Regions from separate parts of the Sus scrofa genome. Here region 2 is linked to region 1. A link is a contact called in public Hi-C data. All regions are on one chromosome and are shown on one strand. The core of a region is the stretch at or near the end of the contact, and the rest is flanking DNA. Distances in the headings are between cores, read along the strand shown.

Region 1 (4,268 bases), core at 476-2,975:
AAAATTCAAGTCATATTTTTTTAGCACCTCAAAGCTAATACCTCCCAAAGCAAATACATCATCTTTATCATCCACACATGCTCTTCTGACTCTAGTTTAGTTACTAATTCCCCATCTTCCAAGCAACATGGACCTGAAAATTTAAATTCATAACTTCAGTATTCCTCTTGACCCTCTCCTCCAACCATATGAAAATCCAGTACATTCTGACAATGGCCATGTTAATTCAGGATCTCCACATCTTCTTACCCACCCTACAACAATGGCTTAACTGTTCTATCCACCCCATTTTTCCCATGAACCATCTTCTAGAAAGATTCATACATTGCTCCTCATAGTCTAACGCACTAAATCAAACTCATCTTAAACATCGTGGCTTTTTATTTAAGGACCAAACCTATCTCTCCTACCTACTTCCCTCTACTCCCCTAATATATCTTTGGTTTCCAGACACCATTGCCTCCAGGCCTTTGCTCATGAGGTCCCTGCAGCTGGAACACAGTTCCTTCCACACTCACAATTTCACTAAACAAAATCCAATCTGCACATGAAAACTCAAATACTACCTCCTTCATCTCTTCTTTCAGTTTCTGTAAACAAAATGATCTAATTTCAGAAGAACTGCATTTGGGTTTTCTTATTTGTTTTTTGTCTTTTTAGGGCCACGCCAGATGCATATGGAGGCTTCCAGGCTAGGAGTGGAATCAGAGCTACAGCTGCTGGCCTACACCACAGCCTCAGCAACAACAGATCTGAGCTGTGTCTGCGACCTACACCACAGCTCACTGGCAACACTGTATCTTTAACCCACTGAGCCAGGCCAGGGATCAAACCTGCGTCTTCATGGATATTAGCCAGATTCATTTCCCCTGAGCCATGAGGGGAACTCCAAGAACTGAATTTGTAATTCTCCAAAAGTTAACACAGTACAGTTCTTTGTGCCTACCACCTCTCCTGTGATGGTGTATGTTCCCTTCACACAGGAACAATCTATCTCTGGAAAGAAAGATGCCCTTGTTCACAGAGAAATTACAGGGTTTTGGCTAACATCTACTCCTCTATCCCTGTGATATCCTTGTTCAAGTATGAATATTCATCTCTTGTCTACTTACAACTAACATCTGTTTAGCATTTGACATTTATTATCCTCTTTACCCCATTACTCTGTGAAGCAATTTTGTTACTCCTCTATTTCATTTTATTATTGTTATCATTATTATTATTTTGGCCGCGCCCCCGGCATGGGAAGTTCCCGGGCCAGAGATCAAACCCGTGCCACAGCAGTGACAACGCTGGATCCTTAACCCGATGAGCCACCAGGGAACTCCACCCCTCAACTTACAAACGGGAGTGAGGCTGGGATCGGCAGAGAGGTGGGGGACCGACATTCCGTACTCTTTTCCCCCAGGCGCTCCGTCTTGATCCCCAGTAGCGCCAAAACCCCACCCCTCCTGCAGATGCTAACTGTTCGCTCCGGCCCGGGCCTCCCGTGAACCCTTTCAAGCTCACACCCCTCTCCTTCGCACTACTCCCGCAGCTACTTCTCCTCACCCGGTTTTCCTCCCAAGTCCCCTTCGCTGATCCCAGAGTCCCGAAACCCGGAACTCTACTCACGCCTCACTGAGCCGCGGACAGCAAAAGCCCAACCGAAAAACTAGTCAAATCCGGAGGCGTCGCGGCGCCACGGAGCGGGCACGGACGCGTCCAATCGGCCGCAGGTTTACATGGCCCTCAGGATTGTACACCAATAGGAAAGCTAGTCCACATAGGCCCGCCCCCTTCCCGCCCTCCCTCGCGCGCCTTGCCCCGCAGAAGTCGCCGGGAAATGTAGTCTTCGACACCCAGCTCCCTCGGTGGAGAAGGTGACCGGGTTGCTACTCATGTAATCCCAGTAGTGGTGGTGTGATGTTCGGCGTCAGACACTCTAGTTCTGGCTCAGTTTAGGCTTACTCACATACTTTGTTTTCATGAAAAGTGATGCAGAAAGTCAGTGCTTAACTACAGGATTATTATGAGTGGCCATGAGCAAGCTTATCTCAAGAAGGTGAAGAGTCTAAGAAGATGGTTTCTCCTTCAATGCCCTGGTGGCTTCTGGATCAGTTTCTACAGAGGATTATGTATATAAATGCTGTTTTTATCAATAGCAGACACTACCTCCTTTTCCTGAGAGATGTGAGAAACTGTCTTTAATCATATTCGTTCAAAGACCAATTGCGGTCTCATCTTTGCAGAAAAGTGATTTGTAGAGGGAGGCGGAAAGGCATTTTAGTCTCAGAGCTGCAGCTACTTCTATGGAAGAGCGTAGACTCTTCGGTGATCTAAGACCTGAGGATGTTCAAAACAAACTTTCCATCTTATAAACCTACTTTTCTCCCCGCTTTGATTTTTCTGTTAGTTACATCACGATTTTCGCAGGTACTTTGACGCTAGTTTTTCTCTTTTGGCCCCTCCATTGATTTAAAACCAAATCATGGTGATCTCATCTTCCTCCTGGTTCTCAAATTTATATCTTCCTATTTATTTCCACTCTGGGTCTCATTACCCCTAACTTGGGCTACTTAAACAGGTTTCTAAATGGCATTTTTGCCTCAAATTTTTTCCTTCTCTTCCATTCTACAAAAGGCGATTTTTGTATGTTTTTTGTTTAAGCACACTCTGGACTGATCATATTGTTACCGACCTGGGTTCTTGGACTTTTTAATCAATAGAAATTGATGGGACCAAATGAAAAATTCAGGCAAGGCTTTATTGGGGCTCGAGCTGCAGCACAAGAAACAAAAACAAGTAAAAGGTTCTCTTTCTAGTTCCCTGAGGGAGGGTGAGCTGATACCTTATGAATCAGGATGGGACTTGGGTCCTGGGACCCAAGACCTTGGCTACAGTGGCTGCAGTGCATGAACCTGGACAAACATCTCTTTGAGGAACAAAATACAAAGAAACTATAAGATACTAAAAATAACTGCCATACATGCAGTTGGGGAAAATTATGGGCAAGAAGATTAAAAAAAAAAAAAACCTAAAATGCAACTGCCACTTCTATTTTTTTTCTTTTTTTGTCTTTTTAGAGCCACACCTGTGGCACATGGAGGTTCCCAAGCTAGGGGTTGAATTGGAGCTACAGCTGCCAGCCTACGCCACTGCGGCCTACACCACAGCTCACAGCAATGCTGGATCCCCAACCCACTGATTGAGGCCAGGGATTGAACCTGCATCCTCATGGATGCTAGTCAGATTCATTAACCACTGAGCCACAGTGGGAACTCCGCGGCTGTCACTTTTCAAGAGCCAAGAGCAAAATCAGGATGCTACGCCTGCTCCTGTGCACGCAGACCGCCAAAGTCACCCTCTGGCCCAACCCCTGCACCTGCTCCTACCTTTGCCCCATATGAGGAAGCAGCTCGCCCCACCTTATGGAGCAAGCAAGGGAAGCTGTTGTTCGTTTTCACTCCCCCCTGCTGTAGCAAGGACCTCAGTAAAACCTTGCCTGAATTTTACCTCTTACCAATTTCTTTTCGTTGTTTTTTTTTTTTTTTTTTTTTTTTTTGCTTTTTAGGACCGCACCTGCAGCATTTGGAGGTTCCCAGGCTATGGGTTGAATCGGAGCTGTAGCTGCTAGCCTACGCCACAACCACAGCAACATGGGATCCAAGCCGCATCTGCAACCTACACCACAGCTCATGGTAACACTGGATCTTTAACTCACAGAGAAAGGCCAGGGATGGAACCTGTTGTCCTCATGGATCTTAGTCAGACTCATTAATCACTGAGCCACAACAGGAACTCCCCCCTTACCAATTTCTATTCCTCTCTTGAAACCACTCCACATCAGATTGATAATTTTTAAAAATCACTCTGGCGGCAGAGGATCAATAAATAACCTGTGTTTAAAGATCTGGGAGGGAAGTTACCGTCGTGGCGCAGTGGAAACGAATCCAACTAGGAACAATGAGGCCACAGGTTCAATCCCCAGCCTCACACTGTGGGTTAAGGATCCAGTGTTGCTGTGAGCTGTGGGGTAGGTTGAAGACTCAGCTTGGATCTGGTGGTTGCTGTGGCTGTGGCGTAGCTCTGATTCAACCCCTAGCCTGGGAACCTCCATATGCTGTGGGTGTAGCCCTAAAAAAAAAAAAAAAAAGAGATCTGGGAGGCTATAGTGATAATTCCTATGAGGGAAAAGGCCTAAAGAAGGGTGAATTGATGGAAATAGGAAGAGGGAAATGGGAGACGTTTAGAAGTTCCCGTTGACTGGCTCCAGGTCCAGGGCTCAT
Region 2 (3,988 bases), core at 1,229-3,728, 2.0 Mb before region 1:
AAGTTGTAATAGAAATTAGTGAAGGAGTTCCAGTTGTGGTTCAGCAAGTTAAGAACCTGACTAATATCCATGAATATGCAGGTTTGATCCCTGGCCTCCCTCAGTGGATTAAAGATCTGGTGTTGCCATGAGCTGTATTGTAGGTCACAGATACAGCTTGGATCTGGTGTGGCTGTGGTTGTCGCATAGGCCAGCACTGCAGCTCTGATTTGACCCTTAGCTTGAGACCTTCCATGCGCTGCAGGTGAGGCCCTGACATAGGATGCCAGAGGCGGCACAGCTTCCTGCCTTCTGAGATGGTGCAAAAACTAACTAGATGAGAGAAAGAAGCCTAGCTCAGGCTTGGATTTCATGCCTGGCTTAGGAAATTCCATATACTGAGGGGCCAGCCTAAAAGAAAAAAAAGGAGCCTTAAAGATGTGTGTGCCATTCCCATTAAAAGGACAAACTGGCATGTATTTTCTGATTCAAAGTACTGAGAACACACTATCACACATGTAGTTCTCCTTCCGTAGACATAACCTGAGTGTAATTATTAGGAAACCATCAGAGAAAGCCAAACTGAGGGACCGTCTATAACAATTCAGATGTCTAGTGCTCTCCAGTAATGTCACTATCAGGAAGGACAGTCTGAGGAAATAGTCCATGTTAAAGAAGACTAAAAAGACAAGGTCATTAATAGAATAGGTGACTTGGATTGGGTCCTGAATCAAAAAAAAAAAAAATTGCTACAAGGAACATCAGTGGAAGATACAGTCAAATTGGAACATGGGCTTGTTAAATTTCCTGAATTTTGATCAATGTACAATCTTAGCCTTAGGAAACACACCCTGAACTATTTAGAATCATGACTTACATATAGTTCCACATATGAAGTGATAAAGATAGCAAAATACTAACAACTGGTGAGTCTAAGAGAGGGGAGTTCATTGAACTATTCTTAAACATTTTAAATTTCATAAAAATAAAATCTAGTAATAAAAATGTGTGTGCCCTTTGGCCCATAATTCTATTACAAGAATCTATTCTAAAAATATGTTTTCATTGTTCTCTGGCTTTGGAGTTCCTGTCGTGGCTCAATGGTGACGAACCCAAATAGCGTCCATAAGGACGTGGGTTTGATCCCTGGCCTTGCTCAGTGGGTTAAGGATCCTGCGTTGCTTTGAGCTGTGGTGTAGGTCAGCATTAGCTGCTCTGATTCAACCCCTAGCCTGGGAATGCCAGGGGGTACTACCCTAAAAAAGAAAAAAAAAAAAAAAAGGTTTCTGGCTTTGTAAAACGGGGGCTTAGCAAGTAAGTCTGGGAGAATTTCTGCCCTATTCTTTCTCTCTTTTGGTTGCTGTGCCACATATGGAGTTCCAGGGCCAGGGATCAGATCTGAGCTATAGTTGTGACCTAAGCCACAGCTACAGCAATGCTGGATCCTTAACCCACTGTGCCAGGCCAGGAATCAAACCTGCGTCCCTGCACTCCAGAGACCCCCCGCCAACCCCGTTGCACCACAGCAGGAACTCATGCCCTAATTTTCTGAATCATTTCTTCTAAATGGACCCTGGGATGATGTTGAAAAACGCACAAGATCATTAGGAAGAATTCCAAATAAATTAAATAGGTAGTTCACCCTAGAGAAGCTGGAGCTAAAGCATGGGTTGCACATAATTTGTCTTTCCAAAAGGTATGGAAAGCGCAGCAATAGTAACTTTACAGTGCAAAATTTTAGAGAAACCACTCTGGCTGATCACTGCTTCAAGGACACTGATCAAGGACAACCAACAGTCAAAAATCACCTTGACAGAATGAGCCCTTGATGTGATGAAAACAGCATTTTTCCTCTGTGCTCTTCCTCCCCCAAACCCACAATCACTGATGAATCATGAGAAAATCCCTAAAGAGGTGCAGCTATTATATACCTAACAGTATCCCTCAAAATGTCAAGATGATCAAAAAGGAAGGACTGGTAGACTTCACCCTCAAGAAGAAACTTAGGAGACAGGACAACTAAATGAAAGGCACGTTCAGGGACTGGATCCTGGAACAGAGAAAGGACATCCGGGGAAAACTAAAGAAATTGATTGAACTGTGGGCTTCAGTCATTGCATCAGCGTCCATTAATGAAATGTAACAAACCTGCCCCAGAAAGGCAGGAGGCTAGTAACGAGACTCTGAGCTCAAGTTTTCGGTAAATCTGAAACTGCTCTAAAAAAAGACCTGTTAGTAAAATATTGCTGCATTTGCTTCCATGAGGGCCAGGAAAGTGAAATAAATTTTGGTGGGCATAAATAAAAACAAGAGCTATAAATGCTCAGGAAACCTTAGGCACTGGGAGGCCGACCTACCCCTGGCCCAAAGAAAAGGCAGCTATAGGTCACGGAAAGTCACCAGCAAGCAACAGCCAGGGACGTGGGGGGAGTGGTGAGGGCGGGGCGGGACTTCCGGACCCCTCTTTCCCTACTGGCTGGGCCGTGCGTCGTCGCCGGCGGAAACCGGAAGTCACTCTCACAAAACAGAGAGGCCGGAAGCTGCGCCGGCTTTTCTCTCCTCTTCGCGAGAGGTTGTCATCAGCCTTGAGCTCCGGCCCGTATCCCGTTGCCTCACGTCGCTTGCGCTATGGCTCTCAGCGATGCCGACGTGCAGAAGCAGGTAAGAATTGTACTGGGCCCCGGGAGGCAGGCCGGCTCCGCCCTGGGCCTGGAGGAGCCCCGCGGCGGCGGCCTTGTGGGTTAGGCTTTCCAGTGTTCGGGAGCCCCACCTCAGTTGCCAGGCCCTCGGCGGTGACCGCATCGCGAGCCTGTGCGAGTCAGGGCCGTGCGTTGTGCTTGAGGCAGTGCGGCCGGCCCTGGGGTCGCGGCGCTCCTGTGCGCCGTCGAGTTCGCGGGCGCGGGCGTTGACCGGTCTAGGCCGGCCTTGGGTGAAGGACACTCAAAGCAGCAGTTTGGAGAACTAGAGTGATTCTGTAGTTCTGGGAAAACTGACTAACGCTCACTCATTGCCTTGTGAATCTTAGGTGAGCAGTGCGGTGATTTTTCCTTGGATGTTTCCATTTCCTTCAAAACGACTTGCGTTTTATGCGTAAATTAATATGCCCTAAGAAGGGTGGAGTTTCTTTCGATGGTTCTTAGGCTAGGCACAAAGGATTACAAAAGTAGCTTCTGTAGGGATATTTAGAGGATGTTACCCGGTGCATACAGAACCGGGGGGTTGAGGGGGAAGGGTTTGAACCTTAGTGGTTCCTGCATCTGAGTTTTACTGTAGGAGAAACGATGCAGTACACTCCACGTAGTCACTAGAATCTAGTACCAATTCTCTTCCTCTGTTCCTTCGTCTTCTCTCTGTTAAGATATACTGAAAAGTAAGGCTTCCCCCAGGAAAGATACTTTATAAAGGTAAAGCAGTGAATCTAGATCAAAATCATTTTTCTTTCAGTAAAAAGAATGTAGAGCTCTGTCTATATGTGTTCCTCTTCACGCTGCATATAGGGCCCCATCAGGGCAGTGCCTATGTTCCCTGTATTTTCAGCAGTGACTAGGCCACTTACCACACACACAGTGGGTGCTTATAAATCGTGAATTTCCTGATTTCTTCCCGGCGGTATTATAGTATTTGTATATGTTGCTTTTTTGTCTGGGGAGTAAGGTCATATATTTCATCAAAGTTTCAAAGGAATCCGACTCCAAAAAATATAAAACTCAGTAGCTTTGGCAAGAAGAAAAAAGTAATTCTCAAAAGCATATTTTTCTGCTTTCGGGGTGGAGTTAAGTATCCTGAAGAGGGTGACTTTCTCTTGTTGGAACTCCTAAAGGCAGAATGTGTTTATGTTGACTGTAAATGGGCTTCTCTGACCTGGTTAAAATTAGTGTGTTTTGCTCTAGGCTGTGTTGATCTAGTCAAATCTGGTCGCAGAGAGCCCAGCACCAGTGATAAAGGCAGATAATGCAAGTTTGAATCAGAGTTCACCTCCGGAGGCCAGCATTTATAAGCACCTGTGTTG

Evidence for each region. A called contact is a pair of places that touch in the nucleus more often than the background predicts.
Region 2: a Hi-C map of heart right ventricle shows a contact between it and region 1, with 4 times the contacts expected there. The contact joins the promoter of ATP6V1E1 here to the promoter of CCDC77 in region 1. A contact is called at or near these places in 2 of 47 Hi-C or Micro-C datasets (heart right ventricle and liver).

What each region holds. Positions count from the first base shown.
Region 1 is chr5:67,723,214-67,727,481 of Sscrofa11.1, reverse strand. It overlaps CCDC77 (coiled-coil domain-containing protein 77), which reads right to left and starts at 1,725. Exons shown (of 12, transcript XM_021092489.1): 1 at 1,615-1,725.
Region 2 is chr5:69,770,528-69,774,515 of Sscrofa11.1, reverse strand. It overlaps ATP6V1E1 (V-type proton ATPase subunit E 1), which reads left to right and starts at 2,478. Exons shown (of 9, transcript XM_003126593.6): 1 at 2,478-2,640. The coding sequence starts at 2,608.